2 separate regions of the Mus musculus genome follow, and region 1 is linked to region 2. Evidence: chromatin contacts called from public promoter capture Hi-C data. All regions are on one chromosome and are shown on one strand. Each heading gives the region's core, a stretch centred on a gene start, on an enhancer-like site or on the middle of the called end of the contact. The rest is flanking DNA. Distances are from core to core; before and after follow the strand shown. Region 1 holds the start of Sgpp2 (sphingosine-1-phosphate phosphatase 2). Region 2 has its middle 110 kb from the start of Gm26263.

Region 1 (4,505 bases), core at 1,051-3,550, 300 kb before region 2:
CTTACAATGTTGGAGATTTCATCTACAGGAGGAAGCTGGGCGTCCATCAGATTCCCCACACAAAGGCACAGTTACACAGTGTAGGCCATTCTACAGCCAACAACCCTCAAGAAGCAGGAGAATTCCCAGAACCAGAAAGAGCCCCAAGACAGCAAAGGGCATGTCGAGGAGCTTGCCTTCGAAAGTTGAAGGGTGTCTGCTTTGACAGTACATACCTAAAACCCCAGCCCTTGGGAGGCTCAGGCAGTTTTATCAGTTCAAGGCTAGCCTGGGCTACAGATCCATACAGTTAAAAAACAAACAACAACAAAAAACCCCAAGAAAACAAAAAACAAAAACAAACAAACAAACAAAAAACACTGGAAGGGCTGTTCAGCCACCACCTGGTTTGTAAAAACCAAGGGAGAAAGAAAACAGGGCTGTGGGCAGAGTTATCCCAGTGGCCCCCTTGAAGCCCTGTGAGTTATCTGGGGGCAGGGATGCAATTACTTCTCAGGGGGAACGTTCCATGTGTTTGTTAAGGATTAACCTTTCCACATCTTTTAAAATGAACCTAAAAACAAAAAAAACCTCATGAACCCTTCCCTTATCAAAAGGTCTTGAGTTAATTTTTTTCCTGTTATGGCTACTACAGGGATTTAATATCCTGAACTTTCAGTTTTCTTTTACTTATTTCATGGACTTCAGTAATCCAAGCGCTGGGAACGAGAACCCCACTCCTTGATTCCCCAGACTATCTGGGACTACAAGAAGGAAGAAGCCTTCCCCAGAATGTGCAGGCAAGTAATCAAGGGGATTGTGTAAAAACAATTTAAGAAACATTAGTGGAAAAATTCAGTCCTGAATGAGGAAGAGCAGGTACAGGGGAGACAAGTCGGATAGAGTGCAGCCCCCCACCCCCACCCCCGCGCTGGTCCTGAGCCTAAACAGAGCGCCTGTACAGGAAAACGCTTCCCGTGGGGGTGGGGCATTGGGCTTATGTGCTAGCACCTTTTGAGGCAAGGCTCTGGCAAAGAGAGATGTCTTGAATTAATCTCAAAGCTATCAGCATGCCGTGAAGTAACTATAAAGTGAAAATATTTTGAAGAATTTCTCTAGCTGAGAATACACAACTAGCCTACTGCCACTTTTCAAATGAATTCTGTAATTTGATGCCTCTATTATTCTGTCCTACACAAGCGCCAGGTTCTTAAGTAGTTATCTATATATAAGGACGTGTCACCTTCCAGTCACCAGAATCTCTCAGAAAGAATAAAACACTGAAGAAGGGGGGTGGGGGAGGCGGAGTAGAATTGCTTCTGTCCTGGTTTGTTATTTTCTACTTAAGCCGAGGGAAAGGGCAGCTGCTGGTGGTGCCCAAGGGAGACAAGCTTTCCTAGCTGCCATCTGCCGCCTGCCTGGTCCTTTCAGCCTGGAGGAGTCCCTGTGCACCTCATAACGCAAAGCTGCAGTAGGGTTGTATAACCTTGCTCCGGATGCAAAGCATCTACCGAAAAGGCCGTAAGAGCCAATCATAAAAGACCAACCAGTGCCTCCAAAACTAGGGGGACGTCGGGAGGGAGACAGTGTTGAACTCCCATCTCTGAGGTTAGGTTAGCTGGGGGGCGGGGCTGTGAATTCCCAGAGGAGTCCAGGGCGGGTGTTCAGCAAAGCAAAGCGCGCGACTGGGATGTCTGCACGGAGTAGGAAGGGGGGATGCGGCAGCAACCTAAGGACTTTGAGGAGTTCTCAGGCTGTGTCCCAGGGAAGTGCCAAGGACATCCCCGCTCCTCTTTTCAGTTACGTAACTCTCACACTTTGGGTGGAATCTAACGAACTTACTCACTAAAGTAATTAAAGTAGAAAGTCTTTCCGCGGATGCATGCAAAGGTGGTGTCTGAAAAGAAGTGACTGACTGCCACCTGCAGCGAGAAAGGGTGGCATCGGGTGACTGTTCCCCGCCGTGCCCTTCCTAGGATGGAAGCCGGGTGGCGGCGGTTGGAGCCCTCCAATCCCCATCTAGGAGTCACCCGGAGCCGCAGGTAAGCAGGCGGCCGTCGCCCTCCTCCCCAACGGCAGACACCGAATCCCGGTTGTCGGAGAGATGAGAGACCTCCGGGACCCCTGTCGCCCACTTCGAAAGGCCCTTCTCCCTAGGACTGACCTCCCGCGCTGGGAAGAGCCCGCAGCGGCGCTGGAAGCGCGCCACGAGCTGTGAATCCCGCAGGCTCCGCAGCAGTTCGGCCATGGTGAGCCGTGACCCCGTTCCTCCGACCCGCAGCCACGCGCGTCCGTGTCCTCAGCGTGCGCCCTGGCCTCGCGTTCCGCAGCCCGATGCTCCCAGCGCAGGACGGGCGGGGCGCGGTGCCAGCCAACAGGTGCGCCACCCGGGTCCTAGCGCCCGCCCTACACGCGGGCAAGCCCAGGTGTCCGCCACCACCTTGCACACGTCACCGTCCCCTTCCTAGCCAACCGGGCGGCCCCAGCCCCTTACCTGCCTGCTGGAGAGTGTGCTTGCAACTGCGTGGACGGGTCCACGTGCATGACCTATGCGCCATCCCCACTCCCGCGCATCCTTCCAAGTGCTGCCGGAAGCCTGGACGCTTTGTGACCCTCCTTTCAAATCTGGAGTTCAAGGTGAAACTGGTCGCCACTACACATGTGTCCCCCACATCCCAGCTCCCTGCCCCAACCTTTGCTTGTTTTCTGAAAGACTTAATTCCCAGGGAGTCTGGTTCCTAGGGAGAATTCTCAGTGATTTCTAAACTTCCTGAAATGTTTCCTTCTCACAGGCCAGTCACCTCATTCAAATTTGAGAAAGAATAGCAGAAATGCGGAGAGTCAACCCGGGTGATTTTATGGAAAAATAGAAATCTCTTTCTCTCTCCTACCCGCTGTGTGTGTGTGTGTGTGTGTGTGTGGTCTCTCTCTCTCTCTCTCTCTCTCTCTCTCTCTCTCTCTCTCTCTCTCTCTCTCTCTCTCTCTCTTCCTCTCTTTCTCCCTCCCTCCCACATACCTCCTCCCTTTTGGCCTTGGGAAGACTTTAGACCCAAAGGGAACAAGGTACTGAGCGACTACCAGGCGCCAGCCACTGCTTAGAAGAGCAAAGGAAACGTCCTGCAGATGGTTTTTCCTGAGCTTTCCTAAACCTCCCTTCCGGGTCTCTGAGATCCTAAGATGACCTCTGTACCTCATTGCAGGGAGTGAGAAGCAACAGTTAAACGAGGGCCAGGTGATTGGCCTGCAGCAAAACTATAATCCAATCCTTAGTTGGGAACAGAAGGCTGCGGGGGGGGGGGGGGGGGTTTCCTGGCCGCCCTTTTAAAGCCTGCTATTTGGCGGAATAAAGGACCGTGCATGAACACCTGCCACCACCCTTGCTTATCCAGTTGTCCTTCTAGGCTGGGAAGTCTTCGGTTCCTGATACGTGAAGATGATCTGGTCCCCTCTCATTCCAGTTTTCTGACTCCCTTGTTCCTTAGTCCTATCTGGAGAACATGTCAAGGTCGCTAAGTCAGCAGTGGCTTGTTCAGAGATTCTATTTTCTTTCCTCTTCCAGAGGAAAATGCAGCCCTATGTCATACTCAGTCATGTGTGGCTGAAAAGGCAGTTGCCTCCACCCCTAGTGCTGTAGTGATTTTTGTTTTTAAAGATTTATTTATTTATTTTTATGTGTATGAGCACACCAGAAGTGGGCATCAGATCCCATTACAGATGGTTGTGAGCCACCATATGGTTGCTGGAGTTGAACTTAGGACCTCTGGAAGATCAGCCAGTGCTCTTAACTGCTGAGCCAGCATTTCAGTCCTCTCCCACCCCCAAAGTTTGATTTTAACAGCTGACATTACAGTAGCTCCCAACCTGAGCCTTTATACATTTAAAGAATATGTTCTCCCAGGAAGACCCTTGAATTGCATGTCTCCTAAATGGGTCGCTCCAACCTTTCTATTTCAGAAAGAGAGAGAGAGAGAGAGAGACAGAGAGAGAGAGAGAGAGAGAGAGAGAGAGAAACCTAAAAATATGTCAAAATATGTCATACTTAATGTGGTACCAAATTAGATTTCTTTCAGGTCTTTGACTCAAGTTTTTAGTGACTCATGAACCCTGAGATAAGTCACCGTGGTTTTTGTTTCCTTCTATGATGAGACACTAGTCTTCATTTATTGTCTTTCTTAAGAGACTGTTGTGAAAATCTTCAGAGGCATCACGAGCCAGTTACAGCAATATGCACTGTGACAAAGGTCCTGCTCTACATCCTATGTCTCCTTCCATTGACGCAGGCTCTCTCACAGAACCTGGAGCTAGGCTGGCTCTGCCCTCCACAGTTGCTGGGGCTACAAATGCCACATTGCCACATCCTTCGGTCCTCATGCACTCACAGCAAGTGCTCCTATCCACAGAGCCATCTCTCTGGCCCTTTGTATTTTATTTTTTAAAGACATGGCTTTGTGATATAGCCTCAAATGTCTTCAGATTCTCAAATATGTCTGCCTCTGCCTGGCAAGTTCTAGATTCCAGGTATGTAA
Region 2 (4,498 bases), core at 1,916-4,415:
CCTGATGTATGTTCATGTACTGGAGGTTCTGAGAAGTTCCACAATTACAAGCTGTTAGCTTCTTAACCCCCTAATCTACTTAAATCCCTCCTAGGACTGATCGTGTCCACACCTATCTCATACTAGTAACATTAATGAATCTATAAGGCGAATGTTTTCCGTGGATCTACTTAACAGCTAGGTAACGGTGAAGCAGGCAGGCCCAGGGAGGTAAATGCTCTGCTCACGGTGGTTTTCTCTATGTTAATCTTTACTGTTCTGTGCTCCTGCATGTTGCCTATAGCTTCTGTCTAAATACAAAAGGAAGCAGGGGAGACCTGGGCGCTCATGATCTATTATGGCCACCTGCCTGCTATCCACATACTTCCTATCCTGTGGACCGCTGGTGGCACATACACACTTATTCTTCCGACACACTTCTTTGCCATTACCACTTTGCCTGCAAAGACTCATCTATAGGCCAATTAAAAAATTAGATATTTCATATTGGTTTCCTGTTGCTGTTCCCACCCAACAAGATGCAACTGAAGGGAGGAGAGATTTACTTTGGCTTATGGTGTGAGGAGATATGCACGGAGGAAGGAGTGTGAGGCTGTCGGCTGTATTGCGTCCACAGTCAGGAAGCAGGCAGGCGTGGATGCCCGCATTGAGCTTGCTTTCTCTAGTCTTCCTTTGGAACACGAGGAAGGTGAGGATGGAGACAGTCGACAAATACAAGGACGGGTGATGAGATGTCAGGCTGACTTAAAATGTTATAGAGAGAAATGGGGAAAAGGCAGCTGCAAATAAGAAGAGGACCATTTCTTTTATCAGAACTTCAGATGAATGGAGTCTTATGGTCTGAAAGGAAGATTGAAAGCATATGAAGGAGAAATGCAAAAGGCCAGGATGAAGGGGCTCCCTGTGCCTGAGGGGGTCTGAGTAGAGTGGGGTGAGGGAGGACATGAGAGAGGGCAAGTATAGGGAGCTAAAGTGAGGTATGTATTAGTGGTTGAATTCATGTGACTAAATTCCCGATATGACATCATTTAAGGGAAGAAGGATTTATTTTGCCTTGCAGTGTCAGGGGACCAAGCCCATCATGGTGACAGACGCATGGTGACTGGCATATGAAGTGGTTACTCCTATTGCATCTTTAGTTGGGAAACAGGAAGTGGAGCTAGGCTGTAAAACCTCAAGGTCTATCCCCAGTGATCTACTTCCTACCCCGAGCCCGAGCTTCTACCCCTTAAACATTCCAGAACATTCCCAAACAGGTGTGAACCAAATGTACAAACACATGAGCCTGGGGGCTGGGGTGTGTGTGTGAAGATTTCACAGTCAAATAACAGTAGGGGATAAAGGGTACAATCGAGCCAGGAAGCATAGTTTAAAAACATGAAAACATTGGTGCTAGAGAGATGGCTCAGCAGATGAGAGCACTTGTAATTCTTGTAGAAGCCTAGACTTTGACCGCAGCACCCATAGGAAATAGCTCACAACAGTCTGTAACTTCAGCTCCAGGGAATTGTGTACTCTCTTTCTCTTCTGACCTCCAGAGGCATCTGCAAATGTCTGCGCGTGCACACACACACACACACACAGAAATAGAAATCAAATAAATCTTTTAAGAATCATAAAAAACCAAAATTTTACAATTAAGTTTAAAATGTCATGTCCTTTTTGTTTGTTTGTTTGTTTTCAAGACAGGGTTTCTCTGTGTAGCCCTGGCTGTCCTGGAACTCACTTTGTAGACCAGGCTGGCCTCAAACTCAGAAATCCTTCTGCCTCTGCCTCCTAAGTGCTGGGATTAAAGGCTTGTGCCACCACTGCCCAGCAATGCCATGTCTTTTGTATATAGGATTTTCATGGGAATGACTAAAGAAAAAAAAAAAAAAAACGGGCGTCAGGAAGGGAATTTTCAGATCATGTTGGGATTCATATATAGCAGTCACATCTCTAAGGAGCACAGTGATAAAGAAATGCTTTAACTCTGTAGCTTTCTTTAACATAACAGTTAATGAACCATAACAGCACAGTGAGGGACCGCAGCACGCGGGGAATTCTATTCCCTAGACTGCCTGCATCGTCTTCAGACTTGCTCAGTGTCTACATTCCTAGGCAGAATCCTGTCTCAGTCACAGAAAATGTTGAAGGCTGTGTGTTTGATATGCACTAAGTACACAAAATGAAGGAAATGGATTATGAACTAGAAAATTCTATATCTCTCTTCTCTTTTCTCTTCTCTTCTCTTCTCTTCTCTTCTCTTCTCTTTTCTTTTCCCTTTCTTTCTTTCTTTCTTTCTTTCTCTTTCTTCCTTCCTTTTTTCTTTCTCTTTCTTATCTTTCTCTCTCTCTCTCTCTCTCTCTCTCTCTCTCTCTCTCTCTCTTTCTTTCTTTCTTTCTTTCTTTCTTTCTTCCTTTCTGGTAAAATGAGCCAATGGACACTTTTTCACTTTGAAAGTTCTCTCCAAAATTTTAACATGCCATCATGCCAGCATCAGGGACCAAACTGAATAGAGACTAGAAATATACAGTCATCTTGGATCCTTCCTCGCTTGTTTGCACAGCTCTTCAAAGATTCAGTCTGATTTATGACCCATCTGAAATAAGAGAGTTTTTATTAACAAGTCAATCATGATATTGTTAAATGCTAAATAAAATCTACTGTGGGTATCGGATGAGAAAATGTACTGTCAGTGAGCGGTATATTTCAAGTCCCACCAAAATGGAATTCACATGAAATTTTATGTGCTTCAGAATAGAATAACCCTGATTCATGCAGGGAGATCTTAAACGCTAATGTATGCATATTTATGGAACGCAGAGCTGACACTTGGCACGCTGCCTCCCCAGGACTGCTTCTGTAAACCTCAATAAGACCCACCTGTTGCCGCTTCCACGAGCCCTCTGCAAACTCGAGGCATGCAAAGTACCCAGGGCCGCCTTTCCAGTGCGATTTGCAGAAACCGGTCCTATTACCTTGGACACACACCAGAGAAAACAAAATAGCTCAAAGCCATGGGAGAGAAAGAAGAGAAGTGGGCTTACTAAGTCAATATCCTGCTTCCCTTCACAGCTACTTTTTCACAGGGAAAATGGCTGCCATCACTGTGTGGTCCTTGCCTGAGATTGTGGACACTTTTCTAACTACACTGCGCACCCGTGTGCCTACGACAGAGGCTGCGTCTCACTATGTCCATGCGGGGGCGCTCTTTTGCAGTCTCTCTGCAGACCTCAGGAGTCTAAGGTGCGATCAGGAGAGGCACTTCAGTTGCTTCCTTTGTCTGTAACTTTTAAGCTCTAAGAGCTCTGTGAGCTTCCATTTTTTATAGATAGATTATTTTAAAGGAATCTTTCTGTTAAATGGCTTAAAGGCCAAATTAAAAAAAAAAAAAGAAAGAAGGAGAAAAAAAAAAAAAGAAAAAGAAAAAGAAAAAAAGAAAAAGAAAAAGAAAGAAACTTAGTTTTGGCAACCATCCCATATTGCTATAATTCAATATTGTAATTTTTTTTGAGCCACAGCCTCTAAGCACCAAATTATTATTTCGCTATTTTCTTCTGCTCTTCTAAATCCTTATAAAATTTAGAAGCATAGTACATGCTGGTCCCCCACCCCCACCCCCCTGTTCTTGGACAGCCTGCTCCTCAGGCTCTCAGTGGATGTGGCTGGTTTCTTTTTCCCATTTCTTTCAAATTGGGCCCACATGGCCTTCTGACTGAGCAGTCCCTCATAGAGGAAAATGGGATTTTCATCCATGAGAGTAAATTGTTGTTAGGATTGATCTGTTCTAGGGAAACTGGAGTCTGCTTCTTGGTCTCTGGCTACAGTGAAGGAGAAAGTGAATATAAGTGGTCAAGAGGAGAGGGAGAGAGAGAGAGAGAGAGAGAGAGAGAGAGAGAGAGAGACGAAGGATCAGGAGAGAGCATGAGAAATGTATCAACACCTCTGTCTTCTGTGACCCTCCTGTCTGAGACATTAAGTTTAAATATCCAAGTGGGAGATCGGAGGGTAGGTTACGTCACCTTATGGGGACTATCAAGGAATTCCATGACTTCTTTGGTGGTTTCATTTTCCCTTTTGGCGAATTTGTTGCCTCCTGAGCTCTTTTTCTGTTTTAGAACTCTGTGTTATTAAACATCTCTCAAAGCTAGCGTGCCACCAGCATTGGTGGCAGGTTGGTGATGTGGAGACACAAAATCTCTTGCGATACGGTGGTGTTTGCTTGTGTTTGTTTGTATGGGATGCGATGGGGGATCTCTTTCCTGTTGCTTCTCAGTTTCATGACACGGGAGGTTGCAGGGGGAAAAAAATCTCCCTTCAGCATCTCCTTTCACTAAACTCTTGAGGATGAGGAGGCGAAAAGGGGCTTAGTGAGGGGCTATTCTGAGAGAAGGGACATGGCCCAGTTGCTGCCTCCTCCTCTATACTGATACAGCTAACCTCTTATCTTCATCTCCTCCTGCCTGGGTCCTGTATCCTCCGTTGTACTTCATCCTATAAAAGGCACATATCGATG

The links. Promoter capture Hi-C pulls out the DNA fragments that hold promoters and counts their contacts.
Region 1: a contact with region 2 is called in a promoter capture Hi-C map of cranial neural crest. The contact joins the promoter of Sgpp2 here to the enhancer-like site in region 2. A contact is called at or near these places in 6 of 39 promoter capture datasets (the 3T3-L1 cell line, the C10 cell line, cranial neural crest and 3 more) and 1 of 115 datasets of contacts at active chromatin or transcription factors (embryonic stem cells).

What each region holds. Positions count from the first base shown.
Region 1 is chr1:78,308,141-78,312,645 of GRCm38.p6, reverse strand. It overlaps Sgpp2 (sphingosine-1-phosphate phosphatase 2), which reads right to left and starts at 2,300. Exons shown (of 5, transcript NM_001004173.2): 1 at 2,144-2,300. The coding sequence starts at 2,227.
Region 2 is chr1:78,007,613-78,012,110 of GRCm38.p6, reverse strand. No RefSeq gene overlaps it. Among named protein-coding and RNA genes, the nearest start is that of Gm26263, 110 kb to the right of the region's middle. Within about 2 kb of position 3,165, at least 14 of the 459 cell types and tissues checked have an H3K27ac peak or open chromatin away from gene starts, as enhancers often do.